Regions from separate parts of the Mus musculus genome. Here regions 1, 3 and 4 are each linked to region 2. A link is a contact called in public HiChIP or PLAC-seq data. All regions are on one chromosome and are shown on one strand. The core of a region is the stretch at or near the end of the contact, and the rest is flanking DNA. Distances in the headings are between cores, read along the strand shown.

What was found. HiChIP or PLAC-seq counts read pairs in DNA pulled down with a chosen protein or histone mark.
Region 1: an H3K4me3 HiChIP or PLAC-seq map of bone marrow-derived macrophages shows a contact between it and region 2, with 2.9 times the contacts expected there. The contact joins the enhancer-like site here to the promoter of Nasp in region 2. A contact is called at or near these places in 6 of 39 promoter capture datasets (the 3T3-L1 cell line, the C10 cell line, cranial neural crest and 3 more), 1 of 15 datasets of contacts at CTCF or cohesin (the NIH/3T3 cell line), 14 of 115 datasets of contacts at active chromatin or transcription factors (the 230-238 cell line, the NIH/3T3 cell line, the SCID.adh cell line and 9 more) and 3 of 9 other capture datasets (liver, macrophages and pancreatic islet).
Region 3: a contact with region 2 is called in an H3K27ac HiChIP or PLAC-seq map of embryonic stem cells, with 2.9 times the contacts expected there. The contact joins the enhancer-like site here to the promoter of Nasp in region 2. A contact is called at or near these places in 9 of 39 promoter capture datasets (the C10 cell line, the HPC-7 cell line, cranial neural crest and 6 more), 3 of 484 Hi-C or Micro-C datasets (the HL-1 cell line, forebrain and muscle stem cells), 19 of 115 datasets of contacts at active chromatin or transcription factors (the 230-238 cell line, the SCID.adh cell line, astrocytes and 14 more) and 1 of 9 other capture datasets (liver).
Region 4: a contact with region 2 is called in an H3K4me3 HiChIP or PLAC-seq map of embryonic stem cells, with 9 times the contacts expected there. The contact joins the enhancer-like site here to the promoter of Nasp in region 2. A contact is called at or near these places in 5 of 39 promoter capture datasets (the C10 cell line, cranial neural crest, frontonasal cranial neural crest and 2 more) and 13 of 115 datasets of contacts at active chromatin or transcription factors (the 230-238 cell line, the SCID.adh cell line, bone marrow-derived macrophages and 8 more).

What each region holds. Positions count from the first base shown.
Region 1 is chr4:116,335,098-116,337,829 of GRCm38.p6, forward strand. It overlaps Mast2 (microtubule associated serine/threonine kinase 2), which reads right to left. Exons shown (of 30, transcript NM_001369061.1): 6 at 2,325-2,400. Among named protein-coding and RNA genes, the nearest start is that of Pik3r3, 110 kb to the left of the region's middle. Within about 2 kb of position 1,429, at least 8 of the 459 cell types and tissues checked have an H3K27ac peak or open chromatin away from gene starts, as enhancers often do. A contact at or near this core is called in bone marrow-derived macrophages, where this site is marked.
Region 2 is chr4:116,626,534-116,629,233 of GRCm38.p6, forward strand. Nasp (nuclear autoantigenic sperm protein (histone-binding)) reads right to left here and starts at 1,418. Exons shown (of 16, transcript NM_016777.3): 1 at 1,357-1,418; 2 at 799-896. The coding sequence starts at 857.
Region 3 is chr4:116,181,609-116,184,340 of GRCm38.p6, forward strand. No RefSeq gene overlaps it. Among named protein-coding and RNA genes, the nearest start is that of 1700042G07Rik, 9.6 kb to the left of the region's middle. Within about 2 kb of position 1,358, at least 70 of the 459 cell types and tissues checked have an H3K27ac peak or open chromatin away from gene starts, as enhancers often do. A contact at or near this core is called in astrocytes, craniofacial prominence, embryonic stem cells and 2 more, where this site is marked.
Region 4 is chr4:116,208,135-116,210,841 of GRCm38.p6, forward strand. No RefSeq gene overlaps it. Among named protein-coding and RNA genes, the nearest start is that of Pik3r3, 12 kb to the right of the region's middle. Within about 2 kb of position 1,332, at least 24 of the 459 cell types and tissues checked have an H3K27ac peak or open chromatin away from gene starts, as enhancers often do. A contact at or near this core is called in embryonic stem cells, where this site is marked.

The DNA.
Region 1 (2,732 bases), core at 179-2,678, 290 kb before region 2:
TATCAGTTCAGCAGAGACTTACAATATGATCCTACCAGAATACTTGGTTAACCAGATGGAAGTTATATGAGCCATGTGAGATTCTTCAGAGCGAGAAGAAGTACCAACATTAGCCACCGAGCCCTCCTCACCTGCCCTCAGCCACACACTCTAGGGAGGAGTGGGGTGCATTCTTTCTCAGTTGAAATGAGAGGGAATAGTAAGTGCTTGTTCCAGCAATCTCTTTTGTTTCTGCATTACTTTTTTTTTTTTTATTATTTTATCTTAATTGTTTTGAGACAGAATCCTATGTAGCCCAGGTTATCTTCAAACTCAGTATGTAGCAGAGGATGACTTTCACCTTCTTTTCCTCTTGCTCACACCTCCAAAGTACTGTGATTTCAGGTGGGAGTCATTATACCTCATTTATGTGGTATTTTGTGCATGTTAGACAAGTCCTACAACAGAGCTACAGCCCAGCCCCCTGCTATACCTTGTAAGTAAGTAGTCCTCCCAACCAACACCTTCACTTCCCCCCTACACAGGTTTTTCTGTGTAGCCCTGGCTGTCCTGGAGCTGGCTCTGTAGACCAGCTGGCCTCAAACTGAAGAGATCCATCTGCCTTTGCCTCCTAAGTGCTAGGATTAAAGGCATGTCTTACCACTATCACCTAGCAAAGAAAGTAGTCTTAATAGTAGAACTGCTCTTACTCCAAGATATAGTATATTCGCTAGCCACTGACCGCTACAAAGCTGGAGCCTTATTACTATTTATTTTAAATTGGCTTTCCCATTTAGAACTAAAGAAAACTCTACTTCAAAACTAAACAAGGAAACGACCCCCCCAAATTAAAACAAGAGCCCCACAAACTTGAACTATGGCTAAGAGAGTTGTGAAGTTGTGAAAACAAGCCACTGTGTGTAGGGAGCCTTAGCAAAGGTTTGAAGACACCGTGAGGGTGGACTTCTCCAGAGGCCACTTAATGTGCTCTCGGCATGGGTGGAACTGTCAGGCCTGCTAGGAGAGGCCAGAATCAACACTATCATTTTCAGACAGGAGAGAAATGGGACTTAAACCCTTCGAAGCTCAGCGAATTATGAGATATTACAGTCTTTCTGAACTCATACTTGGGACCCTCAGCTGAAAGCTGAGATTTATATTCCTAGCATTTGGGAGGCAGAGACAAGGGAAAATCTCTGAATAGGGCTGTAAGGATAATGTTTCTGTGCACTGGGTAAAGATTATCTTTGTATCATTCAAATCCTGATTTCCTTGCCCCCACATCTAGTTGCAATCCTTATTCTGAGAATCTCTGGTCTCAATGTTGTGTAAACATTGCTACCTAATTTCCTGATTGGTTAATAAAGAGCTGATCAGCCAATGACTGAGCAGTGGAGAGAATAGGGCTGGACTTCCTCTCAGCCCAGGGAGGGAGGGAGGAAGGAGAGAGAGGAAGTAGGAAATCACAGCTGGAAGAGAGTCCAGGAGACACCATGAGAAAAGTCCTGGAGCCAAGAGAGCCACATCAGTACTAATGAAAGTATCACTGGGATTTTGACTGCGAGGTAGCCAAATTAGTTTAGAGGATTAATGTGGAGTTGTTGTGAACTTAGAAGCTTGTTAAGTAAATATTATAGTCCAGTCTCAATTTGGGAGCTAGCTGGGTGAAGCAGAAAACTGCAAGAAACACATTAAAAAGCTACTAACATAGGGAAGCCTGTATAGTCTACATAGCCAGGGCCACATAATGAGACCCTGTTTAAAAACAAACAAACAAACAAACAAACAAACAAAACTCCAACAAAAGCTGAGAAGAAAGTCATGTCAGGCCCTTTCAGCTTCTTGGAAGTACTTGGGATACAAGGTAAAGAGTGTTACTCTGGATCCTTCCTGGAACACTTTCTCTTCTCTAACCCAACGATAATTCTCAGTTACAGTATCATGCTGTGGAATATATTCTTAGGGTACCACTGTGTTTTGCTTAGGATTATAAAATAAATGAATCTACTATCTTTCTGTTCAGCTGCAAATGCACAGTCACTCAGAAAGGAAAACTTGAACAAGACCTAGGAGAGGACAGAAAGGAAGGCATTTTGATTACTGGTAGTCCAAGGCAACCCAATCCACACGGAAGAGTACTGACTTGAAAGAAGAACACAGACATCTACCAAGCACACATATCAGTCAGGGGTCAGTGGTACATGCCTTTAATCTCAGCACTCGGTTCTCTGAGTTCAAGACCAGCCTTGTCTACAGAGTGAGTTCCTGGACATCCAGGGCTACACAGAGAAACAAAACAAAACAAGACAAGACAAACAGCACAGAGGGGTTCTCAAGCAACTTACCTACGGGCAGGAACGAAGGAAAAGTGAGCAGGAGCATTTGGAGAGAAATTCCGGGGGCTGTCCAAGGGACTGTTACCTGTGATGGGGAGAGGAAAAGGAACTCTTTGAAGTTTGCTCTGGGAATGAGGCAAACTTGTGTGGCTTTCTGGTAAGAAACCTTTTTCTCTTGTTAATTTAGTATATCTGGTTATTTTCTCAGGCCAGCCCTCAGTTTATGAGTCTTTATAAAAGTTTGACAACCCAGGAATGTTATCACCTAGAACTAGGTACCTGTGATACCCTACCTTGGACGCCCTTTCTAGATACAGCAGGGATTCACATGTTCCTGCGCTCTTAGGAACAGATCAAGTTGCAGTATTCCAAAGGCTTAAGAACTGTCCTAAAGACAACAGAACGCCTAGTCTAAAA
Region 2 (2,700 bases), core at 168-2,667:
CCTTTACCGAAGACACTACGCAAGTAAAGTGTCCCTTGAAGCAACAAAATCCCCGTCCCACATACCGAAAACCTAACGAATCAAGACACTTCTCCGCAAAGGTTAAGAGTTACAAAGCTTCAGTCCCGTAGCCACCCTCAAGATTACTGTAAACCTGGTAGTGAGTATATAATAAAATTCATTGCGCCCCACCGACCCGGCAAAAGCAGCATCCACTCCAAACAATGGAGTTTTCCCGCCTCCTACAGGCCCCGCCCACTCCTAAGAGCCAAAACTACGACGATCAGCGTGCAAAGCCCCGCCCTCTGAGAGGCCCCACCCACCCGCGTCCCCTGTTCCAAGCCTCCATCCTCGTGTGGGTTTTTTTTTTTTTTTTTTTTTTTTGGCGCCAAATCTGTTGGCCAATTTCTCGGTACGTCTACAGACTCTCTACAGAGACGCACCCTAGGAGTGCGCGATCAGGAGGGGCTCAAGGACCGACTGGAGCCGGGCCCCGCCTACCTACCGGCAACCTCGGGCAAGGGGTGGAAAAAAGGGGCCGGCGATGGAGCCAGCCACCGCTGCCCCCGGCAAGATGGCGGCCGTGAAAAGCCGGGCAGGGGGCGCCAGCCACCCGCCGTTACCGCTGGCGCGCCAGCTCTTCGCAAGTAGGGCTTCTCCACAGAGCAACCCTCTCCGCACGGCCGCCGTTGTTCCGGGGAAGGCAGCTGTCCCACCCACCAGCCCGTCCCGCCCGGGAAGCCAAGTCCCCGGACTCTCCCTGAGGACTGGCCTCAAGCTCGCCACAGTCCCGCTTACTTGTCAGCGGAAACCAGCTCCGCGGCGATGGCAGCAGCGGCTGTAGACTCTGTGGCCATCGTTCCCCTGAGGTGGTGGGCCAGTGGGCAGAACACTGCCTGCGAAGAAAACCAGAGAATTCCGGACAGCAGAGACTCACTCAGGTAGAGAAAATGGCAGATTGGAGACCCCGCGCGGTTGAGGCCCTCTTATATACCAGGTCCCTTGTCCCGCCCATCCACTTCCGGATCCTCCCCCCTCGGATTTAAAGGACTAGGACTCAACACCTTTCTGTCACAAGGACACAGCCCTGTATCCCTTCCCGTTTGGGTATCTTCCCGCCCTAGCCCGTTTTTCCTTAAAAAAAGAAAAAAAGAAAAAGAAAGTAAGATAGAAAGGAAAAAGAAAACAAAAATCAAACAATTTCCTGCTTCTGTGGCTAGTCGTGATAGAAGCAAAATCTCAGTACTACAACTTCTGAATGGGAGCCAGCCTAGAGATTCCACAATTAAGTGGAGCCAGTGAGTCTCTGCGACTGTGGAAAAAGTAGTCCCGAAGGTGTCTTTCTGACGGGGATACCCGAGAAGGTGACAGGTATTCCCTATGTCCTCTCAGTCTTAACGGATGGAAACGCAAGAGCTGAGCACGAGTACAGCAGCAACGGCTAGAACTGACCAGACAGACGCGTGGCTCTGGGCCTCAGCAACTACTGACGAAACAAGATGCTGCTCTAGGATTGGCTACAGATAAAACTATCGCGCTTGATTCAAAACTCTTAGAGGGGCAAAGGGATGCGGGTGTTTAGATCCACCGCCTTTGACTGATCCAATCCGTTGCTGCCATCATCTTACTTTACCCACGTCCAAGTTGTTAAGTTAAATCCTGTACTTAAAACACTTTAAATATTTTAGCTGTCTCTCTTTTTTTTTCTTTCATATATATTAGGTAGGGACTTACAGTCTATCCCTGGCTAGCCTGAAACTTGCTATTTAGACCCACTGATCTCTAACCCACAGACATCTGCCTGCCTGTGATTGCGAGGGCTGGGATTACAGGTGAGCAGCACCACACACGCCTTCTTTTACAACCTTTTGTAACTCCAGTTCAAGGGCATTCAATCAATGCCTTCCTGTGACCACCAGAGCCACTAGGCACACACATGGTACACATTTATGTATGCAGATACACTCATACACATTAAATAAAAGTAAATGTGGCTGGAAAATTCGCTAGGAGGTTAGGAGCACTTGTTATTCTTGCAAAGGATCCTGTTTCAATTCCCAGCACCCACAAGGCGCCTCACCACTTCGTTAAGCTCCAGGCATGCATATGGTGCACAGACATGGATGTAGGTAAAGCATTTATTCACACAAAATGAAAAAAAAAAAAAAGAACTAAAAATGGATAAATAGAAATAAGTGGGTTCCTTTAAAAAATAACTTGGGGGGGGCTGGTGAGATGGCTCAGTGGGTAAGAGCACCCGACTGCTCTTCCAAAGGTCTGAAGTTCAAATCCCAGCAACCACATGGTGGCTCACAACCATCTGTAACAAGATCTGACGCCCTCTTCTGGAGTGTCTGAAGACAGCTACAGTGTACTTACATATAATAAATAAATAAATCTTAAAAAAAAAATAACTTGGGTATGATGGCACACACCTTTATAATTTATTTAGTTGTATTTCATGTACATTGGTATCTTGTCTGCATGTATGTCTGTGTAAGGGTGTCTGAACCCTTGGAACAAGAACTACAGATAGTTTGTTCCTCTCCAAGAATAGCCAGTGCTCTTTAACCGGTGAGCCATCTCTCCAGTCCTAGCACACACCTTTAATCTCAGCACTCAGGAGGCAGACTGGTCTCCCTGGATTTGAACCCAGAATGTTTTACAGAGCTAGTTCTAAGACAGCACACCTGTTTCAGC
Region 3 (2,732 bases), core at 108-2,607, 440 kb before region 2:
TGGAGTAGTAATCAGGTGGCCCTGAGTTGGTCCTTTGGTGTTCATAAGACAGTGTGTACGTGTTGAAAAGAGGCTGTAAACAAGGCTTCCAGGCTTTTTGAGTGAGTCTGGTTCTCAGGGGCCTGGGGCAGTAGGGACTTTACCACTGGGATAGCATCCTGTTGTAGAGGCTGAGAGATGCAAGAAATCACTAGTTTTATAGGACTGGGGCTGGAGGCAGCCCTAAGAGGGTCGTCTCACCCAGGTCTGTCTAAGAGTGAGAGAGGAATCCAAGGCCTACAAAGGGAATATGATATGACAACAGCCTCACAACAGCCACTATCTCTTCCTATCACCTGCCAGGTACCCCACAGGAATGAATTCTGGTCTTGATTCTGGTCTTTTTTGTCTCCCTTGGAGACAATGTCTCACTATGTAGTCTCAGCTGGCCTGGAACTTGCTAGGTTGGTCTTGAATGCAAATCCCCCTACCTCACTCTCCCAAATGTTAGGATTACAGGTGTGTGCCACCAAGCCCAGAGCAGAGGCGCCTTTTAAGATGAGCTTAAAGGACTGGCAAGAGTTTAGCTGATGCAGCATGAGAAAGACTTCTAAGAAACAGCATGAGTCGAGTGGAATTCTCAGACAGGCCTGAAGTGAGACAAGGCTGATGCCTTCTATGCTCTGTGAGCACAGCAGGAGCCACTAAGTTGCGTCCCCCACCCCCACCCCCAGGGCTCTAGAGGTAGTTGCTAGGAGGACCTGAGAAGACCCAACTGTTTAGTGCTCAGTTTTCTTTTCTTTCTTTCCTTCCTTTCTTTTCTTTTTTTTGTTTTTGGGAAACAGGGTTTCTCTGTGTAGTCCTAGTTGTCTTAAACTCACTCTGTAGACCAGGCTGGCTTGAAATTCAGAATTTTGCCTGCCTCTACCTTCCAAGTGCTCTACTACTCACTAGAAGGAAGATTCTTTTTTTTTTTTTTTTTTTTTTTTTTTGTGGTTTTTCGAGGCAGGGTTTCTCTGTGTAGCCCTGGCTGTCCTGGAACTCACTTTGTAGACCAGGCTGGCCTGGACTCAGAAGTCCGCCTGCCTCTAGAAGGAAGATTCTTAATTGTGGGTGTGGGGTGTGCTGGACTAGCTCGCGCCTTCTCTCTCTCTCTCTCTCTCTCTCTCTCTCTCTCATCTCATCACCTCTCTCCTTCCCCAATCCCAGGGTGCATGTCTCACTGCCTTTCGGCAGCCTAGACAGTTCTGGGGCTAGGGTGGGATGGACGCCCGCACCCTCAACTCAGCTTTGGAGCTTTGTGAGATCCTTGAGCCCTTCCCTTGCTGCAGTGATGCAAATCCGTTCCGGATTTAGTAAAGGCATTCTTCCCGTGAAGGAGGCGCACAGGCGCCAGCGCCTGGCTGGAAGTGCGTCTCCCTGCCAGCCCTGACCTAAGGGCGTTGGGACCTGAGATAGGAATTCCCTTCTGGTTAGGAATCAGGCTTTTGAGAGTAGAAGATGGAAATTCCTTGGCGGGATAATTAATGTAGGGCACTGGGCTGAGAGAAGAAAACCGATGCCTAGCAAACCCTTTAAAGGACTCAGAGCCCAATAGGAGTGACAATGAGCAGGCGGGACACTGGTCTAGAGGTCTGTGGCAGGTTTGTGGTAGGGAAAACTTGAAGGTTAGTGAGCAAAGTTGGTGGAATCTTCAGATCACAAGTTTGGTTAATTTGACCCATCCCTGTCCTGGGGACTTCCTCACCTCTCACAGGGGATCTGCTAGGAGCAGGAAGGGCTGCATGGAGCTCCAGTCTCAGGAACCAGAGCTGCCAGAACTGTGTGGCAGCCTGTGGTGAAGAGTGCTTATATTATATGTACAAGCATGGAAACATGCGCTGACTACAGCATGCCAGAGCAAGCTTTGTAGCCAACGACACATCAGGTGAGCAGTGGTGCTCACTCTACTTACAGCTACTCTGGACTCAGGAGCTGGATGGATTATTTGAACCCAGGAGTTTAAGGGCCAGCCTGGGTAACCTAGTGAAACTTCTTTGCAAGCAAACAAGACACAAGAAAAGAAAAACATGGCTGGAGAGACGGCTAAGAAGTTAAGAGCACTGGCTGTTCTTACAGGGAGTCAGGTTCAATTTCCAGCACCCACACGGCAGCTCACAACCGTCTGGAATTCCAGTTCCAGGGGATCCAATGCCCTCTTCTGTCCTTCAATGTCTGGTGGACAGACATACACAGAAAAGAAAACATTTAAAACAATACAGTTCTTTTCATTAGCAAACATATAAACCAACTTGGCTTTTAGGTCTGCTCTAGCCATTTACTGTTTAGCCTTGGACATTCCTTCAACTTTGACAAATCTTGTTTTTCTTATCATAAAGTTGTAACAGGAATAGGTAGAGACAAGGTATGTTGTGAGGGAGAAGGGAGTTTAAGAACAGTATTTAGGCCGGACGTGGTGGCGCACATTAATCCCAGCACTTGGGAGGCAGAGGCAGGCGGATTTCTCAGTTCGAGGCCAGCCTGGTCTACAGAGTGAGTTCCAGGACAGCCAGGGCTACAGAGAAACCCTGTCTCGAGAAACCAAAAAGAAAAAGAACAGTATTTAGAGCCATTCTTCCAAGGTGGTATGAGAACCCTTAGCCTTTTGGGGGGCTGGTAGAGTCAAAACCCTGGCAGGGTAGAAATCCCAGCTAAGTCTGAACATATGATTAGATGCTGGTCTGGGAAACTCTGGGGAGGAGAAGAAGAATGTT
Region 4 (2,707 bases), core at 82-2,581, 420 kb before region 2:
CCATATTCAAATCAAAGAAACTCAAGAAACTGGTTACTCCATGTATTCATTCAGTCTTTTAACTCTATTCTATTCATATGATTTCCTTCCTTCCTTCCTTCCTTCCTTCCTTCCTTCCTTCCTTCCATCTTCAACACTGGGGTTGAACCTAGGGTCTTATGCATGTTAGATAAGCACTCTGTCATACAACTCTATCCTTGTAAAAGTATCTTTTACTTACTTGCCTGATGTAATTGTCATCTCAGAGGCTTACTGCTAGCCTAGGCCTAGTTTCAGAAGCCGCCATAGAACCTAATCTTGGCCTAGCATGTTTTCAGCCTCTGAGACTTGCTGTTGAATTAGCCCACCCTTTCTTACTCTTTCTGATCACTGGCTAGCTGATTTAACTCAGCTGTTCTAGCTCAAACTCACCTCTAAGATTGATTCACTCTGGCTTCTCTTAGCTCTGCCTCTAGCCATCTGCTAAACTTCTGACTCTTCATTCTCTGGCTCCTTCTGTCTTCACCTGTGTCTAGTTGTTCTCTCTCTGTAACCTGTCTCTGTACAACTGTCCTAGTAAGATTGCCCTTTCTCCTCCCTCTCTCTGCACTGCTATGTAGCTTCTTTTTTTCTCTTGTTTTCCTGGGAGTTGAGTATATATTAATTCTATCAAATCTTTCTCTGCTTCAACATTTTGTCTACCACTCAATTAGACATCACTTTCAAACATGGGTGCTTCCTTCTACAAACTAAACTTTACCTTCATTGTTTGGGATTAAAGGTGTGTACTAAAGGTGTGTCTGCATTCCAGCCAGATCACACAGACCTAGAAGGTCTTTGGTTGTGAAATTCTTCTACATATCCTCAGACCTCCTCCCTCCCTGCCCCCCTCTTTTTGAGGCAGGGTCATGCTATGTATCCTGGCTGGTCTGGAACTCTCTATGTAGTCCAGGTTGATCCTGAACTCCTAAAGATCTTGCCTCCTAGCCTTCTTTTTACTTTTTTGTTTTGAGACAGGCTTTCACTGGACAAGGCTAGCCCCGAATTCACTCTGTAGCTCAGAAAGTCCTTGACCTTGTGATCTCTATGTCTGGAAATGTAGGTAGTTCCACCAGGCCCTGCCTTCTTTGGTTTCCTTAAGAGTAGTTTCCTTTGAAATTCAGTGTTAGGGTGAACAGTACCCATAGCCAGCTCCAGAGGTTGATACTTTGTCAAGTCCAATCCTTTAAAAGTCTAATTTGGGTGGGGGAGTACTATTTCAAAATATTTATGAAAGGAAAACTAATTAACTTGGCCTGGGTGGGGTCACCTATGACAAGGAGCAAAGTCCTGTGCAAGTTAAGGAAGGAGATTTCATGTTGAAGGCATCACTACAATGGGATAATAGACTCACCAGCCTAGGACATGATCTTCATTCAGTGTCAGGCCATAATCCATAAGCGATACTCTTTGGGCTACCTGATCTAGACTGGAGGGTCCTTGAAATGAACGAATCATTCAGATACATAGAAGAAAATATATGAAAACATCCTCACTTATTTTCTTATAAAAAATTATAAAAGTGTACCCCTCTTACCCCCAAGGGTCTCACTGTGTAGAACTTGACTAGATCTCACAGAGATCCATCCGCTTTAGTAATGGGATTAAAGGTGTGCACTAGCAGTCCCAGAGCATGACACCATTTAAAAATAAACAAATGAACTAAATGGGAAAATATTTTAAAAATTATGGAACGGAGTATGATGGTTTACCCTTCTAGTCCCAACACTTGGAAGGCTGACATATGAAGACTACAGTGAGTCGAGTCCGAGGGCCAGACAGCTTGGGCTCCAGCATAAGAGTTTGTCTCTAAACATTAAAAAAATATATAGAAGAAGAAGACGGCCTGGTATTTGTGGTATTACTTCTCTAGGATTGCGATAGTGTCTTACCACAACTGGCTGGCTTAAAACAATAGAAACTTATTCTTTCATAATACTGGAGGGCTAAAGTCCAAAGGTTCAAAGCCAAGATGTAGGCAGGACTAGTTAGGACTTTCTGGAGACTCTGAGAGAGAATGCATGTCTTCTCCTAGATTCTGGGGGTTGCCATGTAATTCTTGGTGCTTTCTGGCTTGTAAAGGTATTGCTCTGACCCCTGCCACTGTCTTCAAACAGCTTTCTGTGTATGGCTGTGTCTCAGATCTACTTCTTCCCATTTGTCACAAGGACATTTGTCACTGGATCGATAATTCACCTTGAACCTATGACAATCTCCTTGCAAGATTTTTACTTACACCTTTGAAGACTTCTTTTTCAACTAAGGCCATATTTAGAGCTTCTGGGCTTAAGGCGTATACACAGATTGTTAGATAGAACTGGCTGAAGTGGTACTAGGGTATAATCATTTTCCTCAATATATGACTTGGTCAGAAAAAGAGAAGAAAAAAAAAAAAACAAACAAAACAGAGAAGTCTTAGTGGTCTGTTATTGAGTTAAGCGTTTCAGAACTGAAGCAATTCACGGGTGAGATGGGTACTGCCTGGTTCTTATTTGCAGGGTCCTAGGCAAACACTGCAGAAACAGCAACCACAAAGCCCCATATCAAGCTAGGATTCTGGGCTCAATTCCTCTATTGTCTTGGAAAAGAAGACTTAATCCAAGGGATGTGTTTCAGTTGTGGTTGGGGAATAAAGCCTGCAGTGAATTCCACAAGAACAGAATCATGAGGTTAAGACTCAGCAGTCAGA